Regions from separate parts of the Mus musculus genome. Here all the other regions are linked to region 2. The links are chromatin contacts, called in public HiChIP or PLAC-seq and Micro-C maps. All regions are on one chromosome and are shown on one strand. The core of a region is the stretch at or near the end of the contact, and the rest is flanking DNA. Distances in the headings are between cores, read along the strand shown.

Evidence for each region. A called contact is a pair of places that touch in the nucleus more often than the background predicts. HiChIP or PLAC-seq counts read pairs in DNA pulled down with a chosen protein or histone mark.
Region 1: an H3K27ac HiChIP or PLAC-seq map of regulatory T cell precursor shows a contact between it and region 2, with 8 times the contacts expected there. The contact joins the promoter of Zfp706 here to the promoter of Ubr5 in region 2. A contact is called at or near these places in 3 of 39 promoter capture datasets (embryonic stem cells, hippocampal neurons and pre-B cells), 1 of 484 Hi-C or Micro-C datasets (muscle stem cells), 5 of 115 datasets of contacts at active chromatin or transcription factors (astrocytes, extraembryonic endoderm stem cells, pancreatic cancer cells and 2 more) and 1 of 9 other capture datasets (adipose tissue).
Region 3: a Micro-C map of embryonic stem cells shows a contact between it and region 2, with 9 times the contacts expected there. The contact joins the promoter of Rims2 here to the promoter of Ubr5 in region 2. A contact is called at or near these places in 1 of 39 promoter capture datasets (embryonic stem cells), 2 of 484 Hi-C or Micro-C datasets (embryonic stem cells and nephron progenitors) and 2 of 115 datasets of contacts at active chromatin or transcription factors (astrocytes and embryonic stem cells).

Annotation. Positions count from the first base shown.
Region 1 is chr15:37,006,095-37,008,919 of GRCm38.p6, reverse strand. It overlaps Zfp706 (zinc finger protein 706), which reads left to right and starts at 1,518. Exons shown (of 4, transcript NM_026521.4): 1 at 1,518-1,792. LOC115488529 reads right to left here. Exons shown (of 2, transcript XM_030248876.1): 2 at 447-2,064. The coding sequence ends at 1,116.
Region 2 is chr15:38,077,207-38,080,129 of GRCm38.p6, reverse strand. Ubr5 (ubiquitin protein ligase E3 component n-recognin 5) reads left to right here and starts at 1,276. Exons shown (of 59, transcript NM_001112721.2): 1 at 1,276-1,766. The coding sequence starts at 1,705.
Region 3 is chr15:39,196,973-39,199,732 of GRCm38.p6, reverse strand. Rims2 (regulating synaptic membrane exocytosis 2) reads right to left here and starts at 1,447. Exons shown (of 27, transcript NM_053271.2): 1 at 1,195-1,447. The coding sequence starts at 1,370.

The DNA of each region.
Region 1 (2,825 bases), core at 269-2,768, 1.1 Mb after region 2:
AGAACTAACTCCAGCTACAGCTTTTGTCAGGTTCCTGCAGGAGATATGAATTAAAAACTCAAGGGATACTAGCTTTTGAGTATTCCCCCAGGCCACAGGACAAAAAGCAACAAACCAATCCTACTTCACAAGACTTCAGACACCACCTCACCCCTGCAGATGTCACAGTCTAGTTGCAGTGTCCATTGTCATTCATGACTAGACAAACAGCTCTTTGTATTTCCCAAGTCTAGATCCTCCAAGACTCTCAACCCAAAAGGCAGATTAACACAACAGTAAATGTGGCCACCATTAATAACTATGTTATAGCTTCTTGACATGTCTGTTCCAAACCTGTCTCTTTAGACACATTCTGTTCAATATTGTTTTTTCAGCACTTTGTTGGTCACTGGCTATACAGTAATAAAAAGGAGATTACAGATTACCATCAGCAACAGTAACAAAACTTAAACACGTAACTACATTTTAATAAAGGCTTGTGAGCATAAAGTGAAATGAATCAAAGATGAGCCCACTTCAATCATGGCCCAGCTGCGTTGCACCTTTCTGGCTATTTTTAACAATACTGTGACAAGGTTATCATAGTACAAGTAAAGTAGACTATGCTCATAGTCAACGAATTCTCTGGCTACTGGCAGGCAAGTTTGAGATTCTGACTGGGCATGGCGACACATGGTCATGTAGCTCCTGTGGAGGTGAAAGGGTTCAGTTCTAGGACAGACTGAACCACATAGTGGTTTTAAGGCCACAAAAGCAGTATACCTATAACCTAATTAGATCTAATGGGGAGCAGCTTGTTGCAGGTACAGGGCAACAAATGCAGAGATTTACAACGCCATTTCTAACCACCACTAGATGTTAGAATTGCAATCGCTCTTAATAAGGTATCTGAAGTTCACAACGTGGTCTAAATCAAGTGGAGGCGGGGAACGACCTTTTATTCTTTCCCCAAGTATTAGCAATCCAATAGCCAGCCTGCACAGGCCAAGCGAGCACGTTAGGATTTAGCCGATTTTTCAGGCTCAAGTCTCCATCTATGTGAAAGTCCCTAGTAAGTCAAAATACCCTGAGCACGGAACCAGTGAGGGAACAATGGCAGCGAGTCTGGCAGGGGGTCATGGCCGAGCGGCGGCCACGCGGGGCCCCGGACGCGACTCCCCCGCCGCTCCGGCTAGCGCCTTACAGGGCTCCCGGCTGGCCAGGGAAAAACGAGGGCGGCGGGGCAAAGGCCAGGCCGGGTGAGTGAAACACGAAAGAGTGACTGCTGAGCCACTCGGCCGACAGCCGCCCGTAGACCGGAGGTCACACACCGCAAGGGCAGGGGGACACGCTGAGACGACACCGAGAGAGCGGGCGGGAAGCAGAGGGGCGGGCGAGGGCCCCGCAGTTCCCGTCTTAGGCCCCGCCCCCGCGCGCTTATGTAACAGGGGAGAGCTGCCATTGGCCTGCAGACCGGAAGGACGCGGGCATGCTAGAGGGGCGGGGCAAAGCCGCCGCAGGAAGGTGAGGGGCGGGACCGCGCGGGCAAGCAGGCGGCGCTGAGGCGACTGGGAGTGCGGCGCGGCGTGCGCGGGCACGAGCGACGGGCCTGCCTCGGGCTCAGGCGCGGCGGGCGCGCGCTGCGGCGGGTGTGCGAGGCGCGGGCTGTTGTGCTCCCGGCTCTGCTCGGTCCTTCCTCTGCGGGTGGCGGAGGCCCCAAGCGGTGCGGGGCTCGACCCTTCCTTCCCTACTCGTCCTGCCCAGCTCTTCTCGCGCTGCGCGGTCTCTCGGACGCCAGACCGGCCCGGCCCGGGTAAGCGGCGCCGCAGGACGCGGGAGCCGGGGCGGGAGGCACGCGGCGGCGGGAGGCCGGGGCGGGCGTCGGACTCCCGGCGGAGCGGGCGCGGGGCTGAGGGCCGCCGAGGCCTCGGGCGGGCCGGGCTGCAACCGTGGGGTTGAGTCTGCCCACGAATGGCTGTTGAGAGCTGGGATCGTGCCGCGGAGCCGACCTGGGCCCCTTGCTCTGGCTGGTTGCAGAGTGTGAGCCCATTTCCTGGCTCCCCGGCCTCAGAGTAAGTTGTTTCTCTTTAAGCGGCCCCTTAGGGCCTCCTTCTCAAGAGTCCTGGTATTCCAAGAACTCTTCCTGGTTCGTAGCTCATTTGCAGCCTCCTGGGAAAGCTAAAACTTTTATTAAAAATCAGCTGGTAACTGTTTGCAAACGATTTATTGCCTTTCAGTTTGTCCCACTTAATCAGGGAGCGATTTATACGTAAGATTTTGTCAAAAACTCGATGAGCTGGTCAAGAGCAAATTGTAAGTTGAACTGTCCGAAAGCAGGTGGTTGGATCGTTTGCACTTCTGCTTTCAGAAAGGAAATCTGTGCTGTCAGAAGTTAGGGGCCTGCCCCGCTCAGCTAGCCTGTTAGAACAGATCTCCTTTGCCTAGTGTTACATTTTGTGTTTATTGAAGCGTTTGCCTTTTTGTAACCGTTGGTGGTGGTAAAGAAAATGGGTTAAATCTTAGGTGTTCTGTTGTGTTTTAGGAGAAGCCCTAAACGCAAAAGTTAAAAAATAGTTTTTGCTTATCTGATGGCATTGTTTTTACAGCACGCTTCATGAAAAGGTTATCAAAGTAGCTGCTTTAATTTCTAGATGGCAAGGAAAGTTCTGGAATTACTGATGTGAGGTTCTGTAACTTAAGCATAAAACCCTTAAGATCTGTTCACCAAGTAATTCACATACATAAGCCATGCTTTATGGAAGAGTTAAGATGTTTTAGACAATCAGAATGATCTAGTAAAGATCTGATACTAAGACAGGGGGACATTAAGAGTGTTTTCAGGACTG
Region 2 (2,923 bases), core at 27-2,526:
TATAACAAAATGCTGTAACTGGGTAAATAATTAAGGCCACTTGGTTAAGTAGCAGAATCAGGACTGAAATTCTACTTTGTCTGACTCTAGAACCAGCAGTGTCCATCACACGGACTTGAGGGGAAAAAAAAATCAAAGTAGCAATTACAGGATGGTTGGTAGTCATGGGATGCAGCGCTTTCAGTGGCTTAACTCACTATTAATTGACTGACACAAGGTCTTACTGTGTAGTTCTAACTGGCCTGGAACTCTTAGATCAGGCTGGCCCACAACTTAAGATGTCTGTCTGCCTCTGTCTTCTGAGTGCTGGGACAAAGGTGTGCATCATTGACCAGCCTTGAACACTTTGTAGTTTATCTAGGTGAAAACTGGAGCTGATGGCCAACTAAAAATTATTCCTTATCTGTCTCATGGTGTACCCAGTAAATCTTGATATCTAATTTTTCATGTATTCTCAAAAGAACTTCCTAAACTAAAGAAGAGAAGAAAACTGCTCTGCTGTGCAATCATTAATGTTGTATACCCGATTTAACGAACGACTGTTACAGACTGGAGAAGAGGCTTCATGCTTTCAGCGGAATTCGATATTTCGAAAGGATCACAGAAAACTTTAAGAGGGAAACTGTACCGGTTCGGGAGTGAGGGTACGCGGAGGAGGAAGAATTTCATAAGTTGTAGTTCTGATACCCCAGGTCACAAGAAATCTCCCTACAACAGATGCATATCATCTTTCATTAAAGTATACACACACACAACCACCCCCATATAAAAACCACACGAATAACTAAAAAGTGGAAATTTCCACGTTGCACGATGGTAGTGCTGATGAAAGCTGCTACACAGTCACTTCCAAGATCCTACTATCAGGTTTTGATAAGGCTCTTACGTAACTGCCTGCCGTAGGAAGCGGAGCATCTCTGGTTCCTCGGGGTACATTTCTCTTAAGTATAAATGCGGCTGGAGGACGAGAAACAACAACAAGCCATTCGCATATGCACAACCATTAGGGATCCGGGAGGAAAAGAAACCCGGCGCGCGTGCCCTTTCGCCCGGCTTCCCGAGCACGTGCTCTCTGGAACACGCCGCCCCGCCCCGGGGGGCCGGGCTCGCGGCCCAGCGCGCCAATAGGCGAGCACCTTACAGCACCGTGGCCCGACAACGTTAAGCGGCCCAATCGCTGGGGCCCGGCCGCCCGTTTCCCGGAGCCCCGCCCCGCGCGCAGAGCCCCGCCCCCGCGGCCCCGCCCTCCGCCCCTCCCCCGCCGATCGGCGCCCAGGCTGCGAGACGGAGAAACTGGGGCAGAAGTGAAGATGGCGGCGGCGGCGCTGGCGGCGGCGGTTCGTCGCCAGTGACGCGCGCTGCGGGCTGCTGTCCCTCCCCGCTCCCCGCGTCCGCCGCGTCCGCCCCGGCACCTCTCCACCCGCCGCTCGCCGCGCTCCGGGCTGCCCTCGTCCGTGCGCGCCGTGGCCGGCCGAGCGGGCGGCGCGTTGATCCGCCCTCCCGCCCGCCGCGCCGGGCCGCCGGGCCGCGGACACACGCTCGGCGGGGAGGCGGCGGTCCCTGCGCGCTCGCGGCCCTCCGTTTGGGGACCGGGAGGAGGAGGCGGTGGCGGCGGCCGTGGGATCCGGGGACGGGAAGGGGATCGGGGGGCCGGACGACAGCGGGAGCGGCTCGTTCCCGGGAGCGGGGCGCGCAGGCGGTACCATGACGTCCATCCATTTCGTGGTCCACCCGCTGCCGGGCACCGAGGACCAGCTCAATGACAGGTAATGGGGCGGGGGAGGGGCACCTCCCTCCTTTTTCCCCTCCCCCACGGCCGCGCCGGGGGCCCTACCGCCCCCTGTAGGCCCGGTGTGGGCCAAACTTGGGAGCCTCGGGCCGCGGGGCGGGGGCCGGCGCGGTGTGGACGCGGCTGCGGTGTAGACGGCCCGGCGCGCTGCCCCCTCCCCCTCCCGCGAGGAGCCTCGTTGAACTCGGCGGAGCCGGGGGCTCCCGGCCCAGGCCCGAGGAATCCATATTAGTCAAAGTTGAATTGAGACAGACAATGCGGATGGGGGATGGTGGAGGTGGAAAAGAGAGGGAAGAGGAGCGGCGGGTTCGGGGGCTCCCGCGAGTCGTGTCCCGGGGGCTGGGTTTCCCCGGGGAGGCGGGGTGGGGGTGGGGGAGAGATTCCCGGCAGACCGCGGGTTGGGAGGGGGAGGAGGGAGGGAGCGCCATGATTATTGTTATTATTATTAGATTTGAGCCCCTGCAGTGAGGTTGACTGCCCCGGGAGGGGAATGAAGTCAGGCGGGGGTTGGGGAAGTGGATTGGATTCCCTTTGCTCTCCTTCCTTCGCCTTGGTACTGCCAAACTGCTCCTGGGCCCCTGCGGTGAGAGCCTTTTTGTTTCCTTTTTTATTCTAATGATAGTGTTTTCTGGAGTTGTAATTTGACAGCTGAAAACCGTGAGTGGAGTGTCAAAGGAAAATTCTTCGGTTTGCAGTTCGCAGTGCTGCTTAACGCGCTGTGAATTTCTGGGTTGGGTTTGTTACGGGCAGAGGAGGAATTTTGATTTAAAATATTTGAAAAATCTCTTAAGGCTGTTTTGATTTGGATTTTTTTCCCCTTCGCTCTGCCACTGTGTCTTACCACTTTAGGATATTGAATTGAGTTGCAGGGCCACATGCTCACTGGGACCTAAGATAAAGCAGGAAAAAAAGTCCCTGTACTGTTGCAAAACAGACTCGGAGGTTGAGGGAGGCCTCCATTAAAGCATGTCTTGAGATCTAGGACTCACATCTAATGATGGGCCAAATGTTTACAGGTCGGAAAGTGGATCGTTTTAAGCTTCCTTCTCCCCGCATACGTCGCTGCTGGCCCATATTTCTTTTGCGTGTGGAAGGCCATCAAGTTTAGATTCAAGGTGTAATTTTTGCTAAGTG
Region 3 (2,760 bases), core at 198-2,697, 1.1 Mb before region 2:
GGTGAAGGTCAGTAAGCTATTTCTTTTCAAGGAGGAAGTCAACGCTTTTAGTTGTGTGTTTCTATAGCGATTATGGGAAAGTGTATTCGGTGACATGCAAGAGAACTGCCCTCCCTCTCTTTAGGCATATACAGGTTAATTTTTATAGTGAGTAACGACTTGGACAAACATTAAAGGGTTACAGATCTTTACAGATCCAGACAATGACTTTCCAGAAGCAACCGAGATATAAAAAATCATAAAACATTTAAAAGCAAACCTGTAGAAACAATCTCAGCTACAGTGCTACACTGACAAGGAATCCCAAAGTAAAGGAAAACTCATTCTGGACAGTTCCCTGGTGCTGAAGTTACACCGCCTCTAAACCGATGCTTGGGTGCTACTTTCACGCCTCCCACCCTCGCCAAAACCCCGCTGGCTGGACTGTGAGCAAACATAGTAGAACTTCACAAGCAGGGAGCAACCCAAACTGCCACGATGGTAGGAAGTGGAGTCTCCTCGGGATCCTACAGATTTACTAGTTGCAAACAGGAAGAACAGCAGCAGAGTGCAGGGTGTTAGCACCCGCCGAGGGGGAGGGGCTGGAAGATGGCGGCGGCCGCACACCCACCCGAGACGAGACGAGACCGCGCTTAGGCCCCCTCGCCCGCCCCGCAGCCTTCCTGTCCGCTGCGACCGTGGGCAGCGCAGCTCCTCCCGGGGCTGGGGACGGAGCCGGCCCTCGCAGGCGCGGGACGAGCGACCCCGGTGGCACCGGCACCCCGGGCCTGGGCGCTTCACCCGGGTCCGGCCCGGGAGCACCTGTGCACGGCCATATTGGATTCCTTGCCCCAGTCACTGCCTCCGCGCGGGGGCGGCGGGAAAGGAAATGGGACGCGAGGAGCCAGGGTTCAGCCTCATCCCGGGAGCCGAAGTGGCCCGCGGGGAAAGCCGGAGGGCGCCGGGGAAACCGCCGCCTCCCCGAGCTCGCCACCGTCACCTCAGCCGGCCTCGGCGCCCTCCCTCCGCGACACACACCCCCGCGGCTGACAACTAGAAAGCGACCCTGGCGGCCGCGGGCCGCAGCCCTCGTGGCCCCCGCGCCACCGGCGGGGAGGAAAGGCGGCGATCCCCGGCGCGCGGGCGGTCGCGGGGAAGCGGCCGAGGGGGGCGGAGGGCAGGGAGGGAGGCGGGAAGATGGAGCCGGGTCCTTACTTGAGCACGGACTGCTCCTTCTCCTCTTCTTTCTTCTGACGATCCATGACAGCCAGGATGATTTTCCTCTCCTCTTCCGTGAGGTGGCTGAGGTCCGGCATCTCGGGCTGCGGAGGAGGTTGAGAGGCCGCCGGGGTGGGAGCCGGGCGGCCCCGGGGCCCGAGCGGAGCCGACATGTTTGGCGGAGCCGAACCACCCTAGGGAAGCAGGGAGGCAACTCCGCTGGCAGCCGCGGCTCGGGCGCGGGCGGCTGGGGCAGCCTCCGGGGCTGGGACAAATGCATACAAATCAATGGCCTTCAATCCGAGGCGACAGCCCCCCTCCCCCAGGAAAGAAGGCAGGGGGAGGGGAGGGCCGAGGGGGGAGGGCTGAGGAGTGCGCTCGGGGAAATGTTTCTTCTTCCCGGGGGCGAAGGGCTGCCAAGTGAGCGGTTCGCGGGAGCGAGGAGCTGGAGGCCCCGACGCCGAGTGCGCGGAGCGGCGGGGGAGGGCGGTGGAGTAAGGTGGCGGGGACGGCTGAGGGTGGGGTGACTGGAGGGAGGCGGCCGCGGGCCGGGGCGCGAGTGTCCGGCGCGGCGGCGGAGCGGAGCGGGAAGCGCTGCCCGCGAGCCCGACCCCTGGGGAGTCCCGGGAACTCGCCCCGAGCGCCCGGAGGCGGCGAGAGCGGCCGTCCCGCCGGCTGGCGCGTCACCGGGCTCCGGGGCTCCGCGAGGGAGGACCCCTCCGGGAACCACGAGGCGCGGGCTGCGGCAGGGGACCCCAGCCCCCACCCCGGCCCCAGACGGCCGATCTTCCGGCCCGCGGCCCGCGGCTGCCAACGCCCGGACCCAAGTGAGCTCGCGCGCGCCGCGGGGCCGGCCGCCCGCCGCGCCTCATCACGCGCCCGCCCGGGGTCCCGCCGCCGCCGCCCCCAGTGTCCGCGGAGTCGGCGCGGCGGGCCCGCTAGGTGCACTCGCCCGCGCCGCCTCTGCCTCGCCGACTCTTCCCGCCGGGCCCGTGTCCCCTGCGAACCGCCCAGGCCCGGACTCGGCCGACGCTCGCCCCGGACCCTGCTAACGGCTGGGGCGGGGCGGGGAGCTGTGAGGAGCAGGGCGGCGAGGGAGCGGGCGCCCCGGGGTGCGGGGCTGTGGGCGGTGGGGGCGGGAGGATCTCAGGTGGCTGGCGCCGAGCCTGAGGGACCGGGCGCCCCCCGAGCTGTCCCGGGCGGGGTACTGGACCCTGGACGAGGGAAGATCGGAGCAGGTGGGTGTCCCTGCGGTGTCAGCGGCCCGGGACTCGCAGCGGGGAAGAGCCTGAGGGAGTGGAAAGGACCTGGGCGGGAGTGCGGAAGTTCTGGAAAACTGGGTTGTCGGTACCCGCTGCACGGAGAGGTACAGAAGACAGGATGCTGGGGCGGTTTGCCCGAGGCGATTGGAAGGTGTAAGAGGGAAAGGGTCAGATCACGTCCCCGGAGGAATCGGGCCGTTCAGCCCCTTTCTGCCGGTCACTCTAATCTAGAGAAGAGTCGTTATTGGAGCGTTAGCCTGATTTTAGAAAGCCTGGAGACAGGCTCAGTCAAAGAACAGAA